Regions from separate parts of the Mus musculus genome. Here region 2 is linked to region 1. Evidence: chromatin contacts called from public HiCAR-type data. All regions are on one chromosome and are shown on one strand. Each heading gives the region's core, a stretch centred on a gene start, on an enhancer-like site or on the middle of the called end of the contact. The rest is flanking DNA. Distances are from core to core; before and after follow the strand shown. Region 1 has its middle 110 kb from the start of Gm33029. Region 2 overlaps Gm51562 (a long non-coding RNA gene).

What was found. HiCAR-type assays count read pairs that join an accessible place to other places.
Region 2: a contact with region 1 is called in a HiCAR-type map of astrocytes, with 2.5 times the contacts expected there. The contact joins two enhancer-like sites. A contact is called at or near these places in 1 of 484 Hi-C or Micro-C datasets (uterus) and 5 of 115 datasets of contacts at active chromatin or transcription factors (VIP interneurons, astrocytes, embryonic basal ganglia and 2 more).

Annotation. Positions count from the first base shown.
Region 1 is chr8:12,124,270-12,130,984 of GRCm38.p6, reverse strand. No RefSeq gene overlaps it. Among named protein-coding and RNA genes, the nearest start is that of Gm33029, 110 kb to the left of the region's middle. Within about 2 kb of position 3,719, at least 68 of the 459 cell types and tissues checked have an H3K27ac peak or open chromatin away from gene starts, as enhancers often do. A contact at or near this core is called in astrocytes, where this site is marked.
Region 2 is chr8:12,321,906-12,328,620 of GRCm38.p6, reverse strand. It overlaps Gm51562 (a long non-coding RNA gene), which reads left to right. Exons shown (of 3, transcript XR_003947512.1): 3 at 1-377. Among named protein-coding and RNA genes, the nearest start is that of Gm33175, 5.8 kb to the right of the region's middle. Within about 2 kb of position 3,515, at least 17 of the 459 cell types and tissues checked have an H3K27ac peak or open chromatin away from gene starts, as enhancers often do. A contact at or near this core is called in astrocytes, where this site is marked.

The sequences.
Region 1 (6,715 bases), core at 2,470-4,969:
GAGGAGCAGGAGGAGCAGGAGGAGCAAGAGGAGCAGGAGGAGTAGGAGGAGCAGGAGCAGGAGGCAGCTGGCCGTGCTGCGCCCAGTCAGGAAGCCAAGTTTGATGACAACTGAGGCTCAGCTCCCTGCTTTGTTCCATTCAGCTCTGGAGTTCAGCCCATTCAAAGGCACAACTGTATTCAGGGTGGGTCCCTCATACACTAGGATTAACCCAATCCAGACACCTCCTCACACGCATGCCCAGTGGCTTGTTTCCTGTGGCTCTAATTCTTTCAAGCGGTAACATTAACTGTTACACAGAATGTGGTTACATGACCTGGTGTACTTGTGGCCCTGGTTTTTATTGACCCTTTTGAAGTGCAACAGGTCTCTAAGCCTGAGGACGGGCAGTATCCATCACTGCCGTCCCCTGCTCAGAAGTCCCAACAACTGCCTTCTCAGTGCCTTTGCTGCCACTTGATGGCAAGCTGACATGACTAGTAAGCCAGCGTCTTTGAGGCTCAGCAGTCCTTTGCTGACTTGGAGATGACAGTTCCTCCTTCCGTCACTGAAGGACCCAGTGCAAAGGAAGTTGACATTTTCCTTCTTAAACATCCAACCTGAAAGTCAACCAATTCAGTCATTGAAGATGGAGCCATGTGACAAGGGGGGAGGACACTCATTAATCACCACCCTATCGATACACAGATCCTCTCTAAATCCCAGCAGTTCCAGCAATATACTGGATATGCCCTCTAGGTCAGGGTTTAGAGATTAAAAGAAAACAAAGTCAGGGGAAGACATGGCTAAGCCAGGTGTTAGTCACCAGAGCAAGGAGAGTCCACCATGTGTGTGACTGTGTGTGCTTGCTGGAAAAGGGAGTCTCGTGCATTTCCAATCCCCACCTTCACAGCGGTGTCACAGTACTCCTCAGACCAGTCTTAAATGCTTGCCTTTAAAGAACAGAAAGGGGTACCCTGCTAGTTCAGCTGTCAGGGCAGGAGACTTTCAGATAAAAAGGAACACATTGTAAGAAAGAGAGCATTAGAAATATCCCTAAATATACCTGCAAGCAAAAAACCACAGCACTCAGGACTACTCAGGTCTACAAACTCCCATACACTTAAGAGACTTACATGGTCTGCTCTAGAGCTAGCTTGTTGGGTGGAATTTCAGGTGTCTGTGACAGTCAGTAAGTGGTTCTACAATCAGACCATGCAGTGAACCCAGGGATAAAAAATAAGTTACATTCACGTGGTCCCAGGAATTCTGAAATCGTTCATGGCCGTACTTCACCCTTTCCTACTTTCAGACCACAACAGACCCGCCCAATTATGCTTGCATGCTTTGGCATTGCCTTCCAAATTGCTTTCCCAAATGTCAGATCAGACAGAGAGACTTATCATAAGATCTAAGCTTGCTTTGTGATCCAAGCCAAGGAGGGCACTGTACACACATTCTGCAAACCAGTTGTTCATCCCTAACAATAGTGATGCCAGTCTTTGCTTCACATCACTACACATCATGTCAAATGTTTGGAGAGATTGTATTTTGCCATATTTCTACTTTGCCACAGAAGCTAACAGTGCACAGGCACAGCTTCACAACACAGGGGAAGGGACCCTCCGATGTCCCCACCTCTCCTCACAGCCAAGGTGGCTCAGCAACTGCCACAGGTACAAGGCATCATCTATTCATGAGCACATCAGATCCAGGTCTTTTCTCACATCCAACCTGGCTTGACCCACTAGGGCCCACTGCATTTCTACTGTTGTCTGTGATCACTCAGCTGACCTCTCAGCAGGAGCTGGTGAGCTGCTTGGCCACACTAAGGACATTTGGTCCTAGCCGCCTTCCCCATGGAGTAGACAACCACAGGATGCTGATTGCCTGGGAAAAAAGTTAGAACACTCAAAGTCAGGGAAGTGTTACTATGTGTCCCTGATGCCATTGGCCTGTAAGAAGTGTTACTATGTGTCCCTGGTGCCACTGGCCTGTGAGAAGTGTTACTATGTGTCCCTGGTGCCACTGGCCTGTGAGAAGTGTTACTATGTGTCCCTGGTGCCATTGGCCTATAGGAAGTGTTACTATGTGTCCCTAGTGCCATTGGCCTATAGGAAGTGTTACTATGTGTCCCTGGTGCCATTAGTCTGTGAGAAGTGTTACTATGTGTCCCTGGTGCCATTGGCCTATAGGAAGTGTTACTATGTGTCCCTAGTGCCATTGGCCTATAGGAAGTGTTACTATGTGTCCCTGGTGCCATTAGTCTGTGAGAAGTGTTACTATGTGTCCCTGGTGCCATTGGCCTATAGGAAGTGTTACTATGTGTCCCTAGTGCCATTAGTCTGTGAGAAGTGTTACTATGTGTCCCTGGTGCCATTGGCCTATAGGAAGTGTTACTATGCATTCCTGGTACCACTGCCCCAGGCCAGGTAAACAATGGAGGTCTCTCCAGATCAGCCACACAACCATCACTGGTGAAAGAGGATACAGTATTAGTGCTGAGGTGGTCACAAGACAGAAGGCCCTACATGGTCCTTCACAGGAAGGGCAGCTTATAATGTGGTAAACTGAGCTGATTCAAACTGATTGACTTGGGACCTGCAAGCAGACAGCCTCCTATAGATCAGTCAGTACCTGAGCCTAGCTACTCCCTTGCCTCTGGGCCACCATAGCTGCACGACCTAGTATAGGCCCATCTGCCCACTCAGAATGACTCATTCTTAAAAAAAAAAAAAAAATGGTGCCACAGCCTATCCCTGTCCCTGAGAAAGGCTTGAGTCAGTGCTGCCTGGATTCTTCCTGCCCTCTTTCATCTGTCTGTCATCTGAAGCCCGGGCATTGTCAGCCTGCCTCAGGTCTGCTCTGACAATGTCAGTAGTGTTTCTGGTTATGATTTTTCAACCCACTCCCCCACACTGTTGTCCACAGTATCCCCACAGCTGCAGGATGTGGCTCTGTTGGGGACCCGGCAGCCAAGCAGCCTGAGGAGGGGCAGGCACTGTGGTAAATGTTTCCTTAGCACCTCTAGCGACTGCCAAGACCCTCCTCATAGCAAGAGATGTGCTCAGAGAAACAGCCCAGGTGTCCTTTGCCTAGAAGGTGAAGGTATGGGAATGGTGCAGCAGCTGTCAGATTCTGTCCTGGGGGACAAGAAGCTGACACCTGTCTCTATCTGTACCCTTAGGTCAGGCACTCTGCCCCAGGCTCTTTCCGTCTTTAAATGGGTGGGAATCTCCCCACTTTGCCCTGAAGAGCACAGAAGAAACACACAATCAGAAAGGAAGAAAGTCTTTTCAAGGCTGTTTACTTGGGTGCAGCATTGACAAATGTTTCTTTCTCCTCCAGGGCCCACCCACAGACAGCAAGAGAACAATGATGCTCAGGAGCTGCTGGCGGCTGAGGGGCGACGTCTCGGAGCCCTGCCGAGCCCATTCAGCCTGCCCGGGTGCCAGCCTGCAGCTCCAAGCCTGGCCCACGGCTAATTACAATGGCATTGATGAGGCTTTGGGAGTTCCTGTGTTTACTTACGTAGCTTAGCAAGTCTCTCAGTTATAAAAAAAAAAAGAAAAAGGAGAATCACTAATGTTTCAGAAAAAGAGTGTGCCGATGAGGAAGAAAGAATTTACTTCTTAAATGTATTGATATTGAAAATAGAGCCAAGCTCTTCCTCTGGCATGGCCCCTGTCTCTGGAAGATTCCAGAGGCGCTTGTGTCTGCCAGCGGACGGATGTGTGTCAGAAGCCCCAGGCTCCAGTTACAGAGTGTCTAACTTATCCGTGCAAGCAAACAACCAAAGTTACATCATTTTAATCAACACTCATCATTTTAATTGCCTGCATCTCCCCCCAGAACAAAATGACACTATAGTTTTATGGTATTTGATTAATGAGGGCAGGAAAATTGAAGTTTTTGCAATAAAACTAAAAAAAAAAAAATCAACAGACTTTTATCGTTTTTTCCCTTGTGATTTTAATTTAATGGCTCGTGTTTTCATTACCACAGAGGCTGTACACTTTAGCTCGCAATTATGCCCCATCTGTGAGGCACTGTGTTACTGTGTTATTACAGTTTATTCTAGGAGCTTTTCAATCACTTTTGAGTTGGGCTTTATAAGTATTCTTGCAGCAGGTGGGCTTCCTGGCATGCGACCAGGAGCACACAAAGCGCCAAGCTGGAGTTTAATGGCAGCATATGCACGTGGCACGGAGCACCAGCCTTCCCCATATGCTGCTAAGCAGCCCCTTAAGCCTGCCAGTCACTCTTCTTTCTGACTACGGTCTCTAAGTAGTTCTCTGCCAGGGAAAAATATACGAAGGCAGCGAATTTTTCCAGTGTGCACCATCCTTATTATTGAGACAACCCTGTCATTAGCACAGGCACAATGAACCCAAACCTGGGATGCATACCAATTAGGCTGCATGAGCACTTCTGCTTCTTATCTCTATGGAAACGGCCCCCCTGACTGCAGTGGACAAGCAGGAGTGTCCCCCCACCCATATGTCACCTAGTTAACACTGTGCACTTTCATGTGAACCAAAATCTGCCCTAGCCCTCACAGCAGCGCAGAGAAAGAAAGGGAGCAACGGAAGTCTCTCTCAGAACTGTGGGAGGGATGCATCCTTAGAGAGCGGGCTGGTTGGCATGGCCGTCTCAGGAAGTGCAGAGTGAGGATCTGTCTATCTTTGAATCTAGAAGTCATTTTCTCCCATTAAATCTAGCAGGGAGAGTTCAGGCAAGCTAAAAGAAATTTCTACATCCCGTGGAAGAAAAATAGAGCCTAAATATTTTCCTCAAAATTTATATAAAGTGTTTTACTCATAAGCAACCGAGATACCCCCTCAGAGCCCTGGGCACCAGAGTCACTTTGCTCCAGACCTTCCACCAGCCCCATGGACACCAATGTCCACAAGGAAACAAAGGCTCAAAACGTTTGAATGTGCAAAGCTTTTGCCACCGAATACTGAGAACTTTGCAAAGACCCATGGGTGATCTTTTGTTCTGAGTGTGTAAGAGGAGAAAAAAAACAGGGAGGGGCAGCAAGGGAGAGAGAGAAAGGGAGAGGCAGCCAGGAGACAGACAAACAGACAGGCAGACAGACAGACAGACTTTTTATCTTAGTGGCTCTCTCAATTACAGCTGGGGTATTTTGGACTCATGTTCACCCTATGGCTTGGGATTCTCATTGTCCTCTACTGTGCTGAGTATCAGAACATGACACACACTGTGGCTTCATCTTCCTCCACTTCCCAGTGGTAATGTAAGAGATACTAGAGGCTAAACAAGGCTGTCTGGGTAGGCAACTCACTCTCTTAGGGGACTTGCCATAGCCCAGCAGTGCCATGTTCTAAGCCAGCTGCTGTGTCTTGTTTCTTCTGCTAGGAGACTCCACAGTGCCTATGGAAGGATGGATATCCATCTTCAGCAAATGAGAACTATCTTAGGTAGGGTTTTTATTGCTGAGAAGAAACACCATGGCCAAAAAGCAAGCTGGATAGGAAAGGGTTAATTTGGCTTACACTTCCTTATTGCTGTTGATTATTGAAGTCAGGACAGGAACTAAAACAGGGCAGGAACCTGGAAGCAGGAGCTGATGCAGAAGCCATGGAGGGGTGCTGCTTATTGGCTTGCTCCTCATGGCTTGCTTAGACTGCTTTTGCCCAGGATCACCAGCCCAGGGATGGCACCACCCACAATAGACTGAACCCTCCCATATCAATCATCGATTAAGAAAATGCTGACATTGCCCACAGCTCACTCTTATGGAGGAATTTTCTCAATTGAGGCTCCCTGCTCTGAGATGACTTCAGCTTGAATCAAGTTGACATTAAACTGTCTGGCACAAGGGAAGACACTTGAAGATTTACAGCCTAAGCATCATGTTTTAGGGCCCAAGGAATACTTGGAACTGAGTACAAAGGCCTTGGAGTTCAGCAGCTTGAATTCCACTCTGGCTTCAGAGATGAGGATCCCACAGTCAGGACTCTGCTCCAGCCAGCATCAGTTCAACCCTCAGCTCTGCCACTTACTAGCTGTGCTGCTTTGGACAGTTTAGTCAACCTCTCTGAAGTTTGTGTTACTGCTGCTACTAACTTCATTTGTTTCCATAAGACTAATTTCGTTAGCACATGGGGGGAAAGTCTGTATTTAGGTAACACTCAAGGTGTCTTGAATACTGAATCATAATACTGTAAGATTTGCTGGCAATATATTTTTCTCTGTATAAAAAAGTTACCTGGTTCTAGTGGTGCAGACCCTTAAGCCTAGAACTTAGGAGGCTGAGGCAGGAAGATCATAGGTTCAAGTCTAGCCTGGGCCACAGACTGAGTTCAAGAATAACCTGGGCAATTTAAAGTGACCTTGTTTCCAAAACAGAGAAACAAAGGCTGGGTACACAGCTCTGTGTGGATTGCTCTCCAAAAATGGGTTCAGACCTCAGCACCATAAAAAACAAACAAAAAAACAAATCAGCATCTTTTTCCATGTGTGTTCTCTGCCCAAGGTTTCACTCAACACTCTGGAAGTCAAACATGAAAAATGACTTCTTTCTATTTGTGAAATAAATCCTCAACTGTATTGTGTGTAAGCAAGAAACACAAAATTAACAGGGTCCAGGCTACCGTGACCTCTTGTCTGGGTCTGTCTTGGACTGGTTAGTTCAAGGCCACATCACTGTCCCATTCTAAACCATGAGGTCCCTCTGTTACCATCTTCTCATGGTTATTCTCTGCCCTCC
Region 2 (6,715 bases), core at 2,266-4,765, 200 kb before region 1:
GTGGGACTCACTTGCTATCATCATGACAACAGGCAGGATGGTCGCCTTCTGATGGAGCTCAGGGACTTTTGAGATGGTTACTGCATGCCAATCTCTATAAACGACACACATGCACTGAGAAGAATAACTCCTTTTAGTCCGCACATGGATTTTTTTCAAAATATAAGACTGCTCCCTCCTCTTCCATTTCAAGATGGGTGTGTTTCCCCAGACTTGGAGAAGGAGAAGAGCTGCCCCCATCCTTTATCTGGCGAGGAGACCCAGGCGGCTGAGATCCAAACCATGTGCAGGGTGACAACAGTTAAGTCTGCACGGGGCCGCGTGGCTGCTCAGAGCCGAGAGTAGAAAGTGTAGTTCCAGGGTCTAATCCGACCGATCCGCTGTGTTCTTTGCAAAAGGTTGCGAGGCCTTGGCCTAATAAGCATAATCTCATTACACTGCAAATAAAAGTTTCCTATTTATCTCCAGATTTCAAATGAATCTAATAAGGCTTATGATACAGTCACCCAATACCCTAATCATATTTCTGCCTATCTAAAAGCAATCAGTAATTGTGTTACGGCAGAACGTGCTGACAATACCTCTGACACAGAGAGGAGAATGAGAGCCCAGCTGTACTAATTAAATTAAATGCTGGGCTGATGGAATACATTTGCCTCAGCCGGGAGCATGGGCGCAGAATTAATAAGCATTACAGCTCTGAGCGGGAGATGGTATCATAATGGAAGCGAGGTTTTGATGTGGAGAGCCCCATTCAGATTCAATGCACCATCATGCACAGCGGTGACAGCTGCTTAGAGAGGTGCGGAGCCTCAGACAAATTGCACAGGAACTTTGTCGTCTGCATGTTCCTCACCGAGGAGCAAGGCAGGCTGCATCGCTGTGCAGCCTGAGACCCACCCTGGCCAGCTCCTGTAGGTAGTTGCAGCCCCCAGTCTTCCCCTTTCCCAGCATGCCTGTTCTCACAACATACAGTGAGCCTCTGACCTCTTCATGAGCACTCTGTGCCCACCTTCTACCTCAGATGGCAAACACCACCCCGGGATCTTAGGCAGATGGAGTTGGGTCAGTTTTTGAAAGGCGTTGCCCCTCATCCTTTCCTGCAAGCCAGGGAGGGCCCCAAGGAACGAGCTGTACAAGGGTCACTCATGCTGTGGGTCACTGGAACCCAATGATATCCCTAGCTGATGGCTCTCCATCAAGCAAGGACCGCCCTCCGTTGCTGGACCCAGCCTGCTTTGCCAGCACAGCCCAATCCCTCGCTCATAAATTAGCTGCGCTATCTTGCCGGCTGCAGTGTGGAGCTGCCGTGCCAGCCGGCCCAGGCTGCGTTCATTATCATGAGGATTTTGACAGGATATTAAATTTACTAATCCTGAACTTGCCGAACTGACCCCTCACTGGGAACAGACAATGCTGGTGTCTGCCTGTGCGATGCTTTCTGTTTTCTCTCTCCCTTCTGCCTCGTTTCTCCAAGGATACCACACGTGCTCCTGTCCTTGCAACTCAAGCCTCCCTCAGGTGCACAGGGCCACACACGCTACCAGTATCAGCTGCCAGCCCATTTCCCTGCTGTGCAGATTCCTTCCTGATTCCTTGCTTGCCACAGGTGACCAAACACGGAGCTGCCACATCCTACCCTACTTGTGCACATAGATGTGCACATAGATGACAGAGCATCCATGAATCAGACACCTGGGCACCACTGTTAAACTATGGCTTTCTGGGCAGGCTTGATGCTCTAGCCTTCACTATTGTAGCTTTGACACAGATAAACTAGCATGCTTGCCACAGGTTAGCTCCCACCCCCACATATGTATACCCCATAATCATGCCTATACACAAAGTCATGTGCCCTCCTGTACTCATATTCATATTCCACATGCACACTCATGCAAATGCCTATGTATATGCTCACATACACAATACAAGCACATCACACATATCACACACACACGGACACATGCATGCTCAAACACTATATACAACACAAACACCACACATACATATCCATATACACACTAACATACATTCATACACAAACACATCACACACATATTCACATTCTCCCATATAAAAATGTAAATATATCACACACATCATAATATATATATATTCATTCCTACATGAACATACACATGTATCTATACAACATGTATCATAGCTACATATGTATACCCACATACACACACTTTCACATTCACATATAATACATGTCACATACATCAACCCAACATGTATATTCCCTCAATTTTCACATACATGTACATAAAATATATACATACATCACAATCAGACACATACCCACACACTGTCATATATACATATGCAACATATACCACACACTTCACACCACATATGTATATAGTTATACCCACTTATAACACATGCTTATGTATGTGTACACATATCATGGTTACATGTATCTAACACATACATACTCATCTATACTTTGTGTGCAGAGACTCCTCATATACATGCATACACATGACTCACACACATGTACACACAGAGGCACAGAAACACACATCAAACTTATGTACTGACTTCCAAAACTCATATACACATGTTTACACACATGTCCAAATGCACAGATGTGCATACATCACATATGAGCACACATACTTACCCTTTAACACACACACACACACACACATCCATGCACACTCATTAATGTGGGCATACACACTCACAGTTACACATGTATACATACATATCCAAAGCTGCACACATGAACACATTATACCTCCCATGTGTTCACATGCTGGAATAGACTCACCCACATTCATGGGCACATATATTTATTTGTACATGTGCATAAAACATGAGTTTCCCCTATACATGTGCTCACACAGTCCTGCCATCGGCTTGGTACCAGGGGTGTTCTCTGGGACACCTGTCCCTCCAGCCTGAGGCCTCCCCTCCGCACTCATCCATCGGTGCACATCCTCGGCTGCCGCATCTTCCTGCATTCTCATGCCCGCGACAGTCAGATGCACACACAGATCGGAAAAGCAATTGCCACTCTTTGTTTATTTTCCTATAAATAAAGCCTCAGTATATCAGACCCTCGGAGTATTTTTAGAAAGTTCTGGTTACTACAGCAGAATTCAGTATCTGGCCCATTCATAAGCTCTCTGCGCTTCAGAAAAACAAGACCCGCTGCCGCCGGTTTCCACCAGCCTTCTGCCAGTTTTGCTTTCTAAATTATTCAACATTAAGATCCAGTCAACTCTCCTACCTCCTCAAAAAACTCCTGCAAACAGTGCCAATTAAGTTGCTGAAAACAGCCGATTTCCACTGATACCGTACAGATAAAGCTGACCATTAAATTGCAATTTGCCATCCCAGCCAGCGGTGGCTGCTGACAGCCTGCCGGGCTTGTAATCTCATTTAACCCTTCCTGTCAGGAGCGCCCCACCCCTTCACATAATGCCACCAAATTAGACTCGACAGGGCGGTTGGAAAGCGAAGCCTCTTTAGCTAAAAGTCAGGCCGCAGTGGGCAGCCCTGACCTTCAGTGGCCCCATTGGCCTCCGTTCTCCAGGGACTCTGGAGACATTTGCTTCCAGAGACAGGCCTGGTGACAGAGGGGTGGGGCGGGGCCCTGGCCACCAGGAGCTTGGCTTTCCCTGGGGGCAAATTACAGAGAGTTTTTTTCTAAACAATGGAGGGAAATTTCACCTGGGCCTTTCAAGTCTTTCTTTGGTAATAAAAGACGAATCAGGTGCTTCTGTTCAAACCCGCACTGGCTCAATATTTTCCTCTGCCTGTGGTGCCCTCTGACTTGGAGCCAGGGGGAGGCTCTGCTGGAACACAGAGCCCCCACCCCCCTCCGGCCTCACCGCCTGCATTTTAGATGAGGCCATCTTAGCTGGTGGCTGGCGTCTTCAAAGCCACCCCAACTGGCATTTACTGCAGTCCAATTTTCAGAAGGGAAGCAGCTGCCTGGGGCCCCTCACTCCATCGTCCCCTGCCGCCCACCCATCCCACCCGTTTTGTTCGGTGCCCAGTATCATCCTGACAACACCGATTTCTTAGGATAGTCATGCCTGCTTCCCGAAATCAAAGCCCAGCCCACAGTGTTTAATATCCAACAACAACCACAAGTCTGGAATTTAGCCCAAGTGACTTTATATCATCCTATTAGAAAATAATTCTCCCCCCCTTTCTCTTTCCGTTTCTCTCTCTGTCTCTTTCCTTTCTTTCATCTTTAAAACAATCAGTTATTAATCTAAAAGAGCTTCCGTGAGCACACAGGTTTTTCCCTCCCACAAGAACAAATTAAATGTTTCAAGGTCACATCACAGGCCAGAGCAGCGTCTTCAAGAGCAAATGTATTTTTTTGTTTTATAGGAAGGTCCCCAAACAACGTACTTGAAAATTCTGTCAGACTTCTCACCCCACTTCCCTGTTTGTATCTAGAAATTAGGTTGTAATTGCACAAATGAAAAACTATATATACAAGTATAGCTTAGGGAGAAATGGGAGAGAGAGAGAGAGAGAGAGAGAGAGAGAGAGACTTTGAATTGATTTGCTTCTCTTTGGGAAACAATATGAAAAAGCAGAGAAAGTTCACAATGTTTGTGGGTTCTGGGGCGCGCTCTGCTTTCTCACTGCATCTCCTTGTGCATATCAGCTGTCTACCCCTGGCTGATGGCCCCTGCGCCCACACCCTCTCTGTGACTCACCCTTCAGACTCCCAGAGCCTCACAGCGGGGGGAAAGGACTCTCAGGACTTCTGGAAGCTGCCGCCCTTGGCTGGGTGGTGGTCGCTGTGGTCAGTCCCAGCTTCAGACCTCAGTTCATCCTCGATGCCGGCCGACTCGAGCTCCGAGCCACCCCACCCCACCCCACCCCTCAGCCTCTTCTTTCTCCTCCTTGAAGAAAGTTAGCTGGACTTGCAACCGAAGCCACCTCAATGTTTATCCCACTTCCTGGGGCTGCAGTGGAGTGAAGTCCTGCCTGCCCAAGCCTTTTGCGATGGAGTGGTTTATTTAATTTGTCAGTATAATGGGAGCAGCTGAATGAGAGACAGAGAATGCAGTGTGGTATAAAAGAAACAAAGGCTAAAAGTACCACTATTTTGATTCTCTTTTTAAAATTACTTCCAAAGTGTGGTGTCCATTGTGAGGAGGAATGCTGAGCAAAGCCAGGGTCTTGGCAGTGTTCACAGAGCTCATTCACCCACAGCCAGCCCTGTCTGTACATTCAGAGGTAGAATACACTTATAAATGATGTATTGGAGGGACTATAGCTCCCATTGTGCCTTCGGTGTAAACAAAAAAGCAGACCGGAGCTGACTGGCATATGGGCAGCGAGGCCTGGCTGGACCCAGCCAGTCTCTCCTCTGTGAGGGAAACTGGGAACTGGAATGGCTCACAGGGCAGGTTATTCCTGAAGGCTTCACTCCTGGGCTCTCCTCTCCACCCACCACCAACCCTGAGGCTGGACACTGGGCCTTCTAGAACATTCTGCTGGTCAGCACAGGCTAGATGGTATCTATCCCACTGCCTGGTGTAAACTATGTCATGACTCTTCTGGAATTTCCAGATTCTCCTCTTGGGGAATACCTCTGTTACCAACAGCACCCACAGGTTTCAAAGCACACGTGTATGGCCTTGGGGTACCATGTGCTGAGATTGGGATGTAGCCTAGGCTAGCTCTTGCTCAGAAGAGGGCTCTTTGTGCTTATCAAGCTGGCAGCTGCATAGAGTCTCTAAAGCCAACACCTCCAGCAGCTGACCGCCTCCTAGGTATGCAGTGCTTCCTGGTTCAACTGTACAGATAGAGCAGCAATGCATTTCTTTAAAACAGTGACCCCTGCTCTGTCAGAGAGGCCACGCCATGCCATTGGCAGCTCTACAACTTCGGAGTGTGTTATTTTCTCCTGATGAAATGTCTTCCCACACTTAGCACAACAGAGAAACCGCCGGTCCCTTTCCCTGTGTGCCTGCCCTGGAATAGGCTCCCAGCCTCTGTCTCTGATTAAACACTTCTCATGCTATGATCCTTAAGGGATCTTAAGCCTTCTATCTTTGGGTCCTGGAGCTGAGTGGCTGGTCCAGGCCAGCTGTTTCTACGCACAAACTGAGCCAGGCTAGGTTATGGATCGTGCAGGCTTAGAAGGGAACTTGCAGGAAAAATATCAAAGAAAGAATATGCATTGAGGAATATTTGCTGTTTTCTGCCTCAAATGACTCTTCGAGTCACAGGGAGAGCAGGTGAATTGGTTTGCAGCATTTGGTAGTCAGGGAGCAAAGCTTCCACACTCATCAAGAGCTGGGCACGGACTGAGGCCTGCTCCAACTCTGTGGAGAAAAGAGTCCCAAGAATGTGCACACTTGACAGATGGAGAGCCTGAACCTTTCAGAGCAGAGCTTTCCCAGGCTAGGGCTTAGCAGGGACCTGAGGCAGCTAATCTCTGTGCACTGGGCTTGGTTTATCTAGACACCGTACTAAGTTTTCATTCCAGCGAGGCAAATGAACGCTGCTGAGGCTGGGGAGCTGCAGACCACAGCAGCACTGACACCCCCACGTCCCTGCCAGCAAGACAGACCATGAGAGTCTCCCCAGCTTTTGATGACCCACTCCATGCTCAATACACTCGCTCCCTCTGTAGCCCTCAGAATCTCTTGGATGGTCCATGGTCCCTGCAGTGGATGGGTGACTTGATTTTTGTCACAAAAGTTTTCTGTTCAAGGGAACGTCTTAA